Regions from separate parts of the Arachis hypogaea genome. Here region 2 is linked to region 1. The links are chromatin contacts, called in public Hi-C maps. All regions are on one chromosome and are shown on one strand. The core of a region is the stretch at or near the end of the contact, and the rest is flanking DNA. Distances in the headings are between cores, read along the strand shown. Region 1 holds the start of LOC112805302. Region 2 has its middle 32 kb from the start of LOC112695967.

What was found. A called contact is a pair of places that touch in the nucleus more often than the background predicts.
Region 2: a contact with region 1 is called in a Hi-C map of leaf, with 2.2 times the contacts expected there. The contact joins the enhancer-like site here to the promoter of LOC112805302 in region 1. A contact is called at or near these places in 2 of 8 Hi-C or Micro-C datasets (both in leaf).

Annotation. Positions count from the first base shown.
Region 1 is chr6:10,584,717-10,592,378 of arahy.Tifrunner.gnm2.J5K5, forward strand. It overlaps LOC112805302, which reads left to right and starts at 5,023. Exons shown (of 1, transcript XM_025847700.1): 1 at 5,023-6,546. The coding sequence starts at 5,023. The coding sequence ends at 6,546. LOC112695962 (protein STRICTOSIDINE SYNTHASE-LIKE 10) reads left to right here and starts at 9. Exons shown (of 3, transcript XM_025748512.3): 1 at 9-522; 2 at 1,513-1,776; 3 at 2,134-2,885. The coding sequence starts at 236. The coding sequence ends at 2,701.
Region 2 is chr6:10,679,394-10,687,055 of arahy.Tifrunner.gnm2.J5K5, forward strand. No RefSeq gene overlaps it. Among protein-coding and RNA genes, the nearest start is that of LOC112695967, 32 kb to the right of the region's middle. Within about 2 kb of position 2,823, at least 1 of the 3 cell types and tissues checked has open chromatin away from gene starts, as enhancers often do.

The DNA.
Region 1 (7,662 bases), core at 3,773-6,272:
AATGGTGATTGGAGGCTTGTTGCGATCGCTATCCTCTTTGAAAGTTGAAACTCAAAAACAACACTACACAGTACACACCATCGTCAACTACAAACTCTTCAAACCAGAAAAAAGCTCATACATACTAATAATAACAAAAATCAGAACAGAATAACAAAAATAACAAAGAAGAGGAAATCAGAAACAGTGCGGTTTTTTATATTTTTGGAAGAATAAAGAATCATTTGCTTTGACCATGTCGACGGTGGTGGTTGTGACGGCAACGGTACTTGCACTATTGGCCGTCACCTTCGCCATTTTCAAGCCCCACCAGACCCTCTTTGCGCCGCCGCAGCTTCAAGCTTCCATGGATGTCCTACACGCCGCGCGCCTCCTCCACGTCACTGGAGCCCTTGGTCCTGAGAGTCTCGTGTTCGATCGTCACGGTGGAGGGCCATACACCGGCGTCGCCGATGGCCGGATTCTAAAGTGGGAAGGAGATGAAGTTGGTTGGACTGAGTTTGCTGTCACCTCTTCCAATAGGTACCAAAATGTGAAACTTGTTTCTAAAATTGTGAACTTTATATGAATTTGAGGGTTGATATGCGTTGGTTTTTGTAGAAATTAGTGAGTATTCAAATGGGTCTAGTGTTTTTTGGAGATTTATTAGTTTCAGAATCAAAAGTTTTGATTTTTGTGTTTTTGTGTTCTGAGTATGCTAGTGGTAGAAGATTTGATATGAGGATTTAGAAACTTAGTTGAATGATTTTCAGGTGCTAGTAGTCCCTTTTGAAGTGTGGGCACGGTTAGAATGAGTCATTCTCTCATTGAATTGTGTTTGCCCCTTTTGTGTTTAACATGTCCTATGCATGTTGTGGGAGACTTTGAACTTTGAAGTTATGGAGATGTAGGGTAGCTGCCACATTTATTTCATGCTAAGTCAGAGTGAGGACCAGAGTTCTAAGCTGATTCCCTTCAAGGAAGGTCATTTTACTCACAGCATTAGGTGCATGTGCAAATTTATCAAATATGTAGCAACAGAGGAATTTTGGATAGGTTTCTTTTGTAAGCAGCATAGTTTTACTTTATAAAGCTTTCTTCTTGTCATTCTCAACTTTAGTAGTTGCAATCTGGCAAAACTATTAAAAGTGGTTTATTCACCATTGAATGTAAGAGCTTGCAGTACAGAGGATAAATCTAAAATGTTCACATGATGTACTTTATTCTCGATTATTCGGTTTTGAATGATAGCCACTTTCCATACATAGATGCTCTGGCATGTGCATAACTGGTTGTGCTTGTTATTTTTCTAATTAAATGATAATGAAGTATTAACAACTTTAAGGGTCTCTAAGAAAGTAGAAATCTGATTATTTGGTATTCTGATTTTTCTGATAAGCTTATCCAAACAGTCTACACAACTTTAAAAATTAACTTTGCTTATAAGACATGACACTAACACATACTTATAGCCAGCCGGACATTCTTAACCTTTATTATGAATTCAATGAATTTACTTGCATGATTTTCTAGGACGGAGTGTGTGCGCCCATTTGCACTGGAGTTGGAGCATATTTGTGGAAGGCCATTAGGACTAAAGTTTGACAAGAAAAGTGGAGATCTGTATATAGCTGATGCTTACCTAGGCCTAAAAGTAGTAGGACCCGAAGGGGGTTTTGCCACCCAAGTCGTAACGGAAGCTGAAGGTCAGCCGTTTCACTTCACCAATGACATGGATATCAGCGAAGATGAAGACGTAATCTACTTCACTGATTCTAGCAGTGCCTTTCCCAGAAGGTAACTTCAGCCTTTATTTATTTATTTATTTATTGTCAGGGATACCTGCATTTTCTTAATTAATAGTCCTTATGATGCTACAACTCTCATTCCAGTGTACAAATGAAATTTAAAAAATTGACTCTACATTAGTTCACTGAACTAAGCATTCCCAAACTCTAATTGATGTGTTTCTCTTAAATCTGTGGAGAAAGTGTTAGCTCTTTTAGTTTCCACCACGATTATCTTCTTGTTTAATCTCATAACATTTTAGAATTAGTCCAAGAAGTTGCTTATGAAACCTAAAATCTTGTTAGTACCGGGTATTTCTAATTGCAGAGGAACTTTACTCTAAATGTTCACCACCTTATTTTGCAGGCAATTTATGTTTGTGCTCCTTCATGGAGACAAGACTGGCAGGTTCTTGAAATATAACAAATCAACAAAAGAAGTGTCTGTTTTATTACGCGGCCTTGCTTTTCCAAACGGTGTTGCTTTGAGCAAAGACGGCTCGTTCGTGCTCATAGCAGAAACCACTACTGGCAAGATCCTAAGACTCTGGCTTCATGGACCTAATGCCGGTGAAGTCAATACTTTCGCAGTGGTTCCAGGATTCCCTGACAACATAAGGAGAAATTCGGAAGGCGAGTTTTGGGTGGCTTTGCACGCAAAGGGAACTCCTTTCTCGAGATGGGTTACTTCTAATGCATGGATTGGACAGACATTGTTGAAGGTCGGATTCAACTTCAAGCAGTTGCATTCGTCGTTTGCCGGGTGGAAGCCTCATGCTACTGCTGTAAAGCTAAGTGAGAAAGGTGAGATATTAGAAGTGTTGGAAGATTGTGAAGGGAAGAAGTTAAAGTTCATAAGTGAAGTGGAAGAGAAAGATGGGAAGCTATGGATTGCATCAGTGTTAATGCCTTTTATTGGCATATATGATTTATGAGTCCATCATTCATAGGTAAAGATGGTATTTGAATTACTTTAGAAAGTAATATGAAAATGTGGTTGTTTTATTATACGCATTGTGAATTAAATTACTTTGAGTGATAACTGAAAAAAGCGTTGGCTTGAAATTTAAGCTGTGTTGTATCAAATAAGAACAGTTCATTCCTTTTCAAGGGTAGCCACACCATAATTGTCAAAACTCAAAAGCATTTTTCTTTTTTCATACATACACCACAGTCAGTAGAAATTTTCAATTTAATACAGAACTACTTCGGCTGAGAATAAATGTTTGGTCGTGAGAGACCCCAAACAATGTTGGGTCATTGGAACGGGCTAAGTTTACAATCTGTTTCAACTTTTATAGATAATGTAAAGTATATTTTGTACCTCGACTAGTTTTTCTCTCTAAAGTGAGTTTGTGTGTGAGTGCTTTTTCCTTTTTGCTCTTGATGTCCGGCGCCGGCGACCCTGGAGATCCAGGAGGAGCTACCCAAGAGCATCCTCCAGCGATGGAGGAAAGAGAAATCCTGCAAGGAAGAAAGAAAAAAGTAAGAACAAATGAAGGAGGCTTTACAGGGGATCAACTACTTACTCCTAGGGAAGAGGTGTGGATGGTCGAAGATTTAGGTAGAAAGAAGGACCAGGTTAGACAAAGATCGTTTGCACAAACTGTAAAGAATGGACCAACAGAGAATAATTTGGAAGATGACTCTATGTCATCAGAAGAAGAAGGAGTAGAAGGGTCAGAAAATGTGCAGGAAACAGAACAGGAAACCAGCCCAGAGATAAGAGTAGAGGCAGTTAAGGAAGGGCTCTACAATATAATCATAAATGAGACAACTGAACGAAGATTATGGAAGCCATGGTGGAATACTCTCATTGTAAAGCTATTAGGAAGGAATGTTGGATACGCAGCAATGAAGAGACGGCTAGAAACTATGTGGGGTAAGAAAGGATGCATTGATGTGATAGACTTGGGCCAGGAATACTACCTAGTAAAGTTCTATTCGATGGAAGATTTTGACTTTGCCCTGCTAGAAGGACCTTGGAAGATTTATGATCATTACCTCACAGTGAGAATGTGGGAACCAAACTTCAATCCCCTGACAGCAAGTATAGACAAGGTAACTGCTTGGATTAGACTACCGGCACTCCCCATTGAACTGTATGACAGAATGGTGCTAAGGAAGATTGGAAATCTAGTTGGGAGAACAATAAAAGTGGATAGCAACACAGCAGAACTAAGCAGAGGAAAGTTTGCTAGAATGTGCGTAGAAGTGGACCTAACCAAGCCACTTGTGGGGAAGTACCTAATCAACGGAAGGGAGTATAGGGTGGAATATGAAGGGATACATCAGATCTGTTTTTCTTGTGGACGGATAGATCATGATCAAAAGCTCTGTCCTTTAAAAGAAGTCCAGAACAATGTGCCAAGTGTTCAAGAAGAGAGGGGAAATGAGTTACCAGAGAAAAATCAGATAAGTGATGAAAGGAATAATAAAGAAGACGGAAAGATGTTGGATAAAGGAAAGCAAGTTTTGCAAGAAAGTCAAGAAAACTTTGGTGATTGGATGGTTGTCCAAAGACCCAAAAAAGGAAGAAAAGGCCAAGAAGCAGGATCCAGCAAGACAAAAGAAACAAGTACGAAGACAGAAAATAAGAGCAGATTTAGTGTGCTGCATATTGAGGAAGTGAATGAAGAGACAACTGAAGGTGAAAATGGGGAAAAATCAGAGGGGAAAAATGAGAAGGAAAAAGGAAAGAAAGACAATGCAAAAGGGAAGAGGGTTAAGATTCAACAAAATAAACCTGAAACACAAAGAGAGAATCAGGAAGGAAAAGCCATAGGGGGAGCCAACAATGTTGAACAGCAACGGCATACACTAAACACAGAACATAAGGAAAAGGGAGAAAAAGGAAATGGAGGCAGAAGCATGACCAAACAACAAGAAGAAGGACAACATCATGAAGAAAATTGGATTGAGAAAGTTGATTCTACCCAATGCACTATGGAAGAAGGAATTGAATTATCAAATCAAATCACCCCAACCAATGGAAGACCACCTGACTTAGATAATACAAAGGAAAATAGTCCAGCTCCCATGGAAATGGAGGAAGAGACAGAAGATTCGAATATAAAACTACTGGAGGGGGTAGACTTCACTACTCCCCACATCAGTGCTCTTGCGGACACCAGAATGGATGACAATTAGGGTGCCAGGTGTTGGGCTTCCTGTGCTTTTATTGAGTGTCTTTTTAAAAATTTGTTTTGTTTTGTTTTGTTACCTTTTTTTTCCTTTTTTTTTCTCAATCTTTTTAATGATTAGTTTAATTTGGAATGTCAGGGGAGCAGCAAGTAGTGCTTTTAGAAGAACGTTCAAAGAAATAATCAGACAACACAAGCCAGATATTGCTATATTGTTAGAAACTAAATGTAGGGGAGAGAATGCAAAGAATGTTATAAGACAGATTGGATATAACAACTATATTTGGGAAGAAGCCCAGGGTTTCGCAGGAGGGATCTGGATTTGTTGGAACAGAGCAGACCTGAATATTAGTATAGTGGAATCCCATGCACAATTTATTCACACTAAAATACAAGAAGATGGAAAGAAAGAATGGTTCTTTACTGCGGTTTACGCTAATCCACACTATCAAATGAGGAGAGTGATCTGGCCAAAGCTTCTGGATATAGCTAACACTATGAGAGGCGAATGGCTAATAGCAGTGGACTTCAATGAGATCAAGGACAGCTCAGAGAAAAAAGGTGGAGTGGCTATTGACCTTAATGCTTGTAACTGGTTTGCAAGTTGGATCAACGAAAGTGGGCTAATTGATCTCGGTTTCATCGGCTCCCGGTTCACCTGGAGAGGACCCCAATGGGAGGGACAAGAGAGGGTCTTTAAGAGACTAGATAGAGGTCTTGCTAATAATCAATGGAGAACGAGATTTCACGATGCTACTGTCGAGGTGCTAACGAGAAGAAGATCGGATCACCACCCACTGCTTATTAAAACAGAGAGAGTTACACATATAGCCAACAACAAACCCTTTAGGTTTGAGGCTATGTGGACTCTTCACCCAGAATTTCAGAACTGTTTTAACGACAGTTGGAACAATCAGGCCTCGCTTTGCAATGCCCTCAATAAACTCAAGGAAGACCTCCAAGAATGGAACAAGAATACCTTTGGCAACATTTTCAAAATGAAAAGGAGACTTCTTAATAGAATTAAAGGAATTCAAAGATGCAATAGCTACGGAAGAAATCCCTATCTTGAAGAACTAGAGCAAAAACTTAACAGAGAGCTAGATGACATTTTGGACAAAGAGGAATCTTTTTGGTTGCAGAAATCTAGGGAAAAGTGGATCGTGGATGGAGATAGAAACACCCGATACTACCATACTAAAACACTTGTCAAGAGGGGAAAGAATAGAATAATGAAGCTCAAAGGAATAGATGGGGAGTGGATCGAAGAAGAGGAGGAGCTAGGAAACCACATTATTAACCACTTCAAAAATATCTATCAAAATGAGGTAATGACTGTTTCTTTTGAATTAAAATACTATGCCCCACCTGATTTTACCAATGATGATTGCAGGAGATTCATAACACCTCCAAATGAAGAAGAAGTGAGGAAAGTCATTTTTAGCATTGGCTTCCTGAAAGCACCTGGAAGTGATGGATTCCCTTCTCTCATATATAAGAATAACTGGGATAGCATGAAAGGAAAAGTACAGGAATTCATAGACATGTGCTGGAGGAATCCAGAAACTATAAGACAAGCAAACTCCACCCTCATTGCTTTGGTGCCTAAGATCAACAACCCAGAGCTGATTAACTAGTTCAGGCCCATAGCACTATGCAATGTGTGCTATAAGGTCATAACAAAAGTGCTAGTGGAAAGGTTAAAACCACACTTGAACGACAGAATAGCGGCGCACCAGTCAAGTTTCATACCGGGAAGGAAAATTCAGGACAACATCATCATTGCAAAGGAGCTTATTCACACTATGAAGAGAATGAAGGGGAGAAAACAGTTCATGGCGATCAAAATAGAGTTCGAAAAAGCCTATGACAGGATGAGTTGGGATTTTCTCAAGACTAGATTGGAAGAATTCAAATTGCCAGAAAAGATGGTCGAGATTATAATGCAATGTGCGAGTACGGTATCGTTCAATGTTATTTGGAATGGGAATAAGACGGAAGAATTTATTCCAAGAAAAGGATTGTGACAAGGGGATCCCATTTCGCCCTACTTGTTCGTTATGTGCATGGACAAGCTCTCGCACCTCATAGAACAGAATGTGCTGGACGGGGAATGGAAGCCGATTGGGGTGGGTAGGGATGGACCAAAAATATCCCATCTTATGTTTGCGGACGACCTTCTTCTTTTTGCGGAAGCAACACAAGACCAAATGGCAACAATAAAAGGTGTTTTGGAAACATTTTGTAATGCTTCGGGGTTGAAAATAAATGAAGATAAGACTGCCATTGTGTTCTCTAAGGGTACGGCTGGAAGCACAAGGGAGGAGATTCAAAATTTGTCTAAATTTAAAGAACAGAAAGAGCTAGGCAAATACTTGGGAGCGAGCATCTCTGACAAAAGGGAAGGAAAGGAGAGGTATAAGGACATAGTGAGAAGGGTTCAAAGCAAACTTAAAGGCTGGAAGACTAAGTGTCTTTCTTTGGCAGGAAGGCTAACACTTGCACAATCAACTATTAGTCCTATTCTGAACTACCAGATGCAGCACGAAAGGGTACCTAAGGGAGTTTATAGGAAGGTGGAAAGACTTCAGAGAAACTTCATATGGGGAGATGAACCAAATAAAAAAAGATTGCACCTGATTGGATGGAAGACTATGTGTCTCCCAAGGCACGAAGGAGGACTGGGGTTTAGGAAGTTATCATCCATGAATGATGCTTTCCTTATAAAAGTTTTATGGCAAATGGATGAAAAC
Region 2 (7,662 bases), core at 1,573-4,072, 92 kb after region 1:
TTACGAGTAAGATTCGAATTCGCATTTTTAGGTGAGTATAAAAAGATTATATCATTTGAGTTATAATTTATTGGCACGTAATTCAATAAATTATACTTATACTTATTAGAAGATAAATATTTGAGTAAATTATATATATTCAGTATGAACAATTCTCCACATCCAAATAATTTTAATATCCAAGTGATTTGAGTTACGCGCTTTTTTTTCGCTTTATTCTCTCTCTTCTTCTTTTTCACTCTAGATGCTACGTCGTCTTCTTCTCCTCCTCTTTATTATTTTTCAATTTCGTTACTGCTGTCACCAACAACATCTTCTCCTCCTCCTCCTATTGAAATTTCGTCTCCTCGTTCCTTTTTATCTTTTTCCTCCTCCATCATCATCATCATCGTTATCGTCATTATCTTCTTCTAATACGTATCATTGTTATTGTTATATTGATGACATTGTCTTATTCAAAATTGATTTGGATGAATTTTTATTCAAAATTGACTTGTTTCTCAATTCGAGTTTATATAATAGACAATTTTCGCTTTATTTAGTATTATACAATGGTTTCGTTTTGATACTATTTTTGGTTTATTCGAGATGCAGGTGTTTCTGAATTCGAATTTATTTAATGGACAATTTCGATTTATTTGGTATTATACAATGATTTTGTTTTGATAATATTTTTGGTTCATTCAGGACGCACATGTTTTTTAATTCAAATTTATATCATAGACAATTTTCAGTTCATTTGGAATTATATGATGGTTTCATTTTGATAATATTTTCGGTTTCAAAATGATTTAATGATGTCACCACAGAGAATCAAAATCAATAAAGATGTTAACAAAATGTTGATGTTAGTGATGACAATAATGATGATGAATGAGAAAGAAGAAAAAGAAGGAAGAGATCAAAGAAATTCAAATAAAAAAGAAACAAAAAAGATGAGGAGGAGATGAATCTGGTGGTATAGTGATGGTGACGATGATGATAATAAAAGAAAAGACGAAGAAAAAAGAGAAAGAGAAGGAGAAGAAGGAAAAAAGGGAAAAAAAGAAAAAAAAAAAAAAACAAAATCCCGCACAACGTGAACTAAATGATTTGATTATTTGGTTGCATAAATTACTTGGATGTATTTCGTCTAATTAACCGATTTTGAGTTAATTAAATGATTTATTTACTCGTTTGTTCAAATAAATATCGATACTTAAATTTTATCTTTTATATATATATATATATATATATATATATATATATATATATATATATTATATATATATATATATATAGTAATTTATTTAGTTAACAATAAATCTTTAATCAAAACTAAAATCTTTAATAAATCAATCTTTGATGATTTACTGAACTGAATAGTTTTATAAGGAAAAAAAATGTATTAATTATATTTTAAAATTGATTATTTCTCAGAAGGTTAAAGGTTCCATTATTAGATTAGATTGGATGTTAGATTAGATGTGATCAAGGGCAGTCTAGAATCTATGCAATGAACATATCTAAATTTGTAGGGCGAAGAAACAAGATTTAGGTTTCACAGTAAACTGTTTTTGGACGTTCTGAAGCTCAATGCTAGCCGCCCCAAATTGTCAAGAATATATGTAAACAAATACTAAAGACACTATGCATTCCCTTTGATAAACAATTTTGATCATCAATATCTTAAGTGCTTTACGCAATGTTGTTTTATTGTAAATATTTCTTCCAAAAAAAATTAATTTACTATTACATATAAATAATTTTATATCTAACAATTTTATTATCATTAAAGTTTTTTAACATTATTAAATATTTATATGCCAAATATAAACTTATTTATGCATTTTTTTAATTAAAGATATAATTATTCATTTATCTCTTATTAGTTTAAACTTTTAAAAAAAATGATAATTGTTATCACCAAAAGAGAAAAGAATAACATAAAGCAAATAAAAAAATATTATATAAAAAAAGATCATGTGTAATAGACGTGTTAGATTATAATTATTTATGTATCTTTTTCTATTAATTTAAATTTAAAAAAAAATAATTTTATAACCTCTTTTATTATTTTAAATTTTTGAAAAAAATTAATTTTATGACTTTCTACATAAAAAGATGTGTTATAAAGGTAACTATTTATATACTTATGACTCTTATATAAATGATAATGAGAGGGTTTATAAATAATATACAATTATATAATTTATTAGAGATATCATTATTTATATGTTTCTTTTTATTATTATTTTAAATTTTAAAAAAAATTAATTTCAGATATGATATTAGAATTTTTGTATTCGAAAAATTTAAAATTTAATATTTAGTGAAAAAAATAATCAACATAAAATAAAAAAATTAAGAAATATATTAAAAATATAACTATTTATATACTTATTTTTAGCCCTTTAAATTTTAAAACAAAGTGGTTTTATGACATAATTAAATAACCGATCAAGTCTATGAATGCAATATGTCTGAGATACAACTATTGCTTAAGCACCTTGATTACTAAGGTAGACTACATAATTTCTTAATGAATTAATAAGCCGATCTCATACATTATATATTATACATATTGTTGCTTCAATTCATATCTGTTAAGTAATTATTAAATAATTTGGCTTCTCTCTATGTGAGAATACGAGGAGCCAACAAATGTAAATCTTGACTAAAATGTTCTAAGCTTTTTCAATTTGGAATTAAAAGGACTTATTATTCCATTTACCAGCAAGTGGTGGAAGGAGATTAATTAAATTAATGCTAGTTGTATACGTAAAGTATATCCACCAGTTAAGTGATTCATTGAACATTGCTCTGATGAGGTACACTACTAGCTAGGGTGTGACATCATTACTGTAACGTTTTATTATTTGTCAAGTAGCAGCTATGATTCCACAACTCATGCTGCAGATGCAGGAGAAAAATCTACTCAACTTGTTGCTACTTTCTTCTCAAAATTTTTGTTACTTATTATTAGTTTAATTGTTCAAGTAGTTGTTGAAACTTAGTCAGATCAATAATTCTAATAAGTTATTATATATACAAAATAAAATTTGAATTTTTATATTTATTTAAGTATAAATGAGTGAATTAATTATTGGATTAATTTAGTTTGCTACTTAGTCATTTTCAAGTATTATGGATGTGCAAACAAATGAAGTAATAAATTTTAGAAACACAAGCAAATAACAATTTTCTATTTAACTTTGAATAGGCAAATCAGTGAATTCAAAAGCTATCTTTGAATAGAGTCACCAAAAAAGCTATCTTTGAATAGGTAATTTTCTATTTAACTTTGAATAGGCAAATCAGTAATAACTTTGAATAGGCAAATAACAATTTTAGTTGACATTGAGGTATCAAGAACTCAAATCAAATAATAGTAATGCATTTTTTTAGATAGAATAAATAAATACAAATTTTATTAATTTTTTAATAACAACTTTCATCTTTGTTACAAATATGTTATAATTATTTATATATTTCCTCCTTTCAGTTTATGTTTCTCGGACTAATAAAATTATGAATTTATGATATAATATCATAATTTTTATGTTTAAAAAATTTAAAATTTAATTCTCAGGTCAACTAGAAAATATCATCATATAAAGCAAATAAAAAGAAAAAAAATCTATACAAAGATTTAAAAGGCGATTCTTATTTGATAAGACGTGTTAAAGATATATTTATTTACGTATCTGCTTTTAGTAACTTAAGTTTGAAAAAAAATATAAGTAAAATATTATTTTTATATCTAACGTTTGGGGTAAATTTATTTGTATTTTTAATGTTTAAATCGTCTTATTTGTATCTACTAACGTTTATAAAAGTAATTCATCAATATTATCTTACTATCAATTATACTAATAAATCAGATTGTATTTTTCAATTATTTTTACTTGAATGTATTCATTCTCAATTAAGTCTCACTTAGATGTGTTCGATTTTAATATTATACCCAAAATTTGTGTATAGATTCAATTATGTCCCTACAAGAAAATGAATTATATAAATGCTACAGGGATTAGTTTCAACTTTTAATTAGTTATTATCCGAATTTGATCATTAGTTATGACTCAGACATTTATTTCTAACTTCTAACTTTAAGAAGAGATTTTTAGAACTCCGACTAAAATTCATGATGTGTAATTGACGGCAAAACAATATCAAATTACTTTTACAAACGTTAGGAATATAAATAGAATGATTTAAACTTTAAAGATACAAATAAAACTTATCTTAAATATTAGGAATAAAAATAATACTTTACTAAAAAAATATTATGACATGTTTTGATTTATTAAATTAGCAAATTAAGTTGCTAGCTGCTGCTCCTATATTGGTTAGAAGGCAGAAATTGATGTTTCTTATAAGAAATAGTAAATTCATTTGTTTATGTGGATGAGAGAACTATTTTTTTTTTAAAATATAGAAGTAGAAATGAAAATAAAAATAAAAAATAAATGTAAAAAATAATTTTGTAGTTAAATTTTTTTGTCAAGGGAGAACACAAATTATAGAGGTTTAGAATGTTTCCTCTGGGTAGCACATGTGATGGCCATGATTAATCATACGGTTGACATCACAGTATCACACACACAGATATAAATAAATAAATAAATTAGAATACATTTCGGGTTATAGTGTTTTAGCATGGACATGAGAACCGGACCGTACCGGCATTTAACTATTAGATCAGTTCAATCTAAAAAAAATAAAAAAAAATAATTGACAATGAACTAATTAAAAATTAAAAAATCAGTCAAAAATTAATTTATTAATTGAATTAATGTAAATTTTTAATAGTTAATTAATTTAAAATAATAAAATATAAATTTTAATATATTTTAATATATAAATATATTATTTTATTATATTTAATATAATTTTAATTAACTTTCGATTGAATTTTTAAATTCTTAAATTTTTAATTCCGTTGATTTATTGACCAATTGGATTTTTAAAATCGTGTGTTTTAAAATCTTGTGTTTTTAATTTTTATACAATAAATTTAACCAATATATTAAAAAAAACAAAAATTAGGGAAAAAAATATAAACTCGTCCTGTCTAATTATTTTCAAAAGACAACGCATTTTCAATAAAAAAATCAGTCAATTCTAATTGATACACAATGCTTAAATCAACAATTTAATATATCATATAAATATATTTTATTAATCTAAAATAAAAAAAATTGACAAAATGACTAACTAGTCTTAAGAAACGACGAAAGTAAAGATTAAGAATCGAAAAATATATTTTTTTGATTGGAGATGAACATTGGTTAGGTTTTTTTCTCTTAATTAATTGATTCAGATATTTAATCAATCACGTATTTCATTCTTTTTTTACTCTAATCATTTATAAAAAAATATTATTTATATATTAAAATTAATTATTATATATTTATATATAAATATATGTATTATTTAATTTATTTTTAATATATATTTTATATTAATAACTAATTTTTATAATTAATTTTGATATACAACTGATTGATGTTTATAAACAAAAGAGTAGTTAGGTGTCAAGATCGTATCGGTGATGAATTGATGATATGCATTATATATTTTTGCACATGATGTGCGGTTATACACAATTGAATTTCATCTATATCCTTATACATTCCTTTTAAGAGACTAATAGACTCTATCCAAAAGATAAAAACGGATCCTCACTTTACATTACCAGCACACTTAAAAAGGAAAGTAGCGAAATGTACATTGTATCTTCAACTGTATACTACTACTCTCTTTAATTTAATCAAAATTTCTTTTAATTAAAATAATGATGAAACTCATATATATGTGTCTTCCATAAATTTTTAGTCAATGTCATTCCAAAAATTTAAACTAAGCTTAAACTGATTTTGGAGTTCACTAAGAATTGAACTCTTTAACTTTTCGAATTTACAGTTCTAATACTATGTTATGATATCACTCATCTGTTTATGCTAATGAAAAAAAATAATACTAATAATTATATCTCTAATACTCCTTAAACTTTTATTGTACACATTATACAAATATTTCATTGGCTCTCCATACTTTTCATTTCCGTTTTGATTTTATAAAACATAAAATTTATCTATTTTAATTACAATGGTTAATTATCCTGTCAAATGTTTATCTGACAAATTTATTTATATTTTTAAACTATTTATAGAAAAATAAATTTAATTTTAATATACAGATAATATACAAAAATTAGATGACTATAATCAATTATTTTGCTAATATGATAATATATAATTAATTCTTTATGTAAAAATACACATTTTAAATTATATAGAGAAAGAATTTAATTAGTTTTGATGTACTTCATAATATAAAAAAAATTATATAATAATTTAATGAAATTATTTTATTAACATAATAATACATTATTAATTGTTTATATAAATTCTCTTGCACAACTAAATTTTGGTTTAATTATTTTATTAGTTTTTATAATTTTATTAAATTTTTAATTATTAAGTCTTTATAACTTAAAATTTTGTAATTAAATTTTTATATAAGATACAAAATTTTAATTAAATCTTTTTAAATTATTTTTTGTTAAAAAATACCAAATTTTTTAAATATTTATTTTTGTATTTAATGTAAAATAAATTATAAAATATTTTATAATTAGTGTATTTTTTTTTTGAAAAATAATAACTACTATGAATCTAATTACAAATTTTTATTTAATATAAATACTTAATCTAATAGAAAGAAGTAACACGAATGGTTATATCTCGAATATTTTTTTTAAATAAGAGTATTTTTTAATTTATTTAAATTTTTATATAATTTTTTATTTATTTTATATTATTTTTATTTGTTGAATTCACCAAAAATTAAATTTTAAATCTTTTTGGACATACAATTTTGATATTTAGCGAAGATATTACGTTTTCAAAAAAAATTAAAGTTTACAAGACAAGAGAATTAAACTCTAAATTTGTATATGTTTGAGTTGGCTGAACCAAGACATTTGTGATATTTGGCATTTACAATGACTATGACTATGACTTGACCCGTTTCTCTCTCCCTTTTCCCTCTCAATCTCTTTGTCCCTATCTAACTCCAATATAATCTCATAACCCCTTCTCCTTTTTTCATTATTTAATTTCTTCTCTTATAAATCTCTCTTTCTCTCTGTCTTTCTTTCGGTACTCACTTCGCATTTTTGATTTCCTTGTTGGCAATTGATGTCATGAGGCAATGAACATGATGATGTCTTCACATCATGATACAGGTAGAAATCTTCGCACAAAAAAGAATTATTACATGGTGATGAATGATAATGACAATGGTGGTAGTGACAATAACAAGAACGAGAGCATATGTGCATTGATGATAAGGTACTCAGCAATGATATTGGCAGTTGTGACACTCTCCATTCTTGTGTTGCCATTGGTGCTTCCCCCTCTTCCACCGCCGCCTCTCATGCTACTCTTCCTCCCGCTCTTCATCTTGCTCTTTCTTTTTCTCCTCGCCTTTTCTTCTTCTACCACCACTCCAAACTTTTCTTCTTTTTCCTCTTGATTTCTCAATAATGTAGATCTTTTTTTTACTTTGTCGTTTTAATCTATGTGCCTTTTTTTATTTTTAATGTTTAGTTTTGTTTAATTCTTGTATTTTCCAGTTTAATTTCCTGTATATTATCTTGGTTTCTCTTTGCTT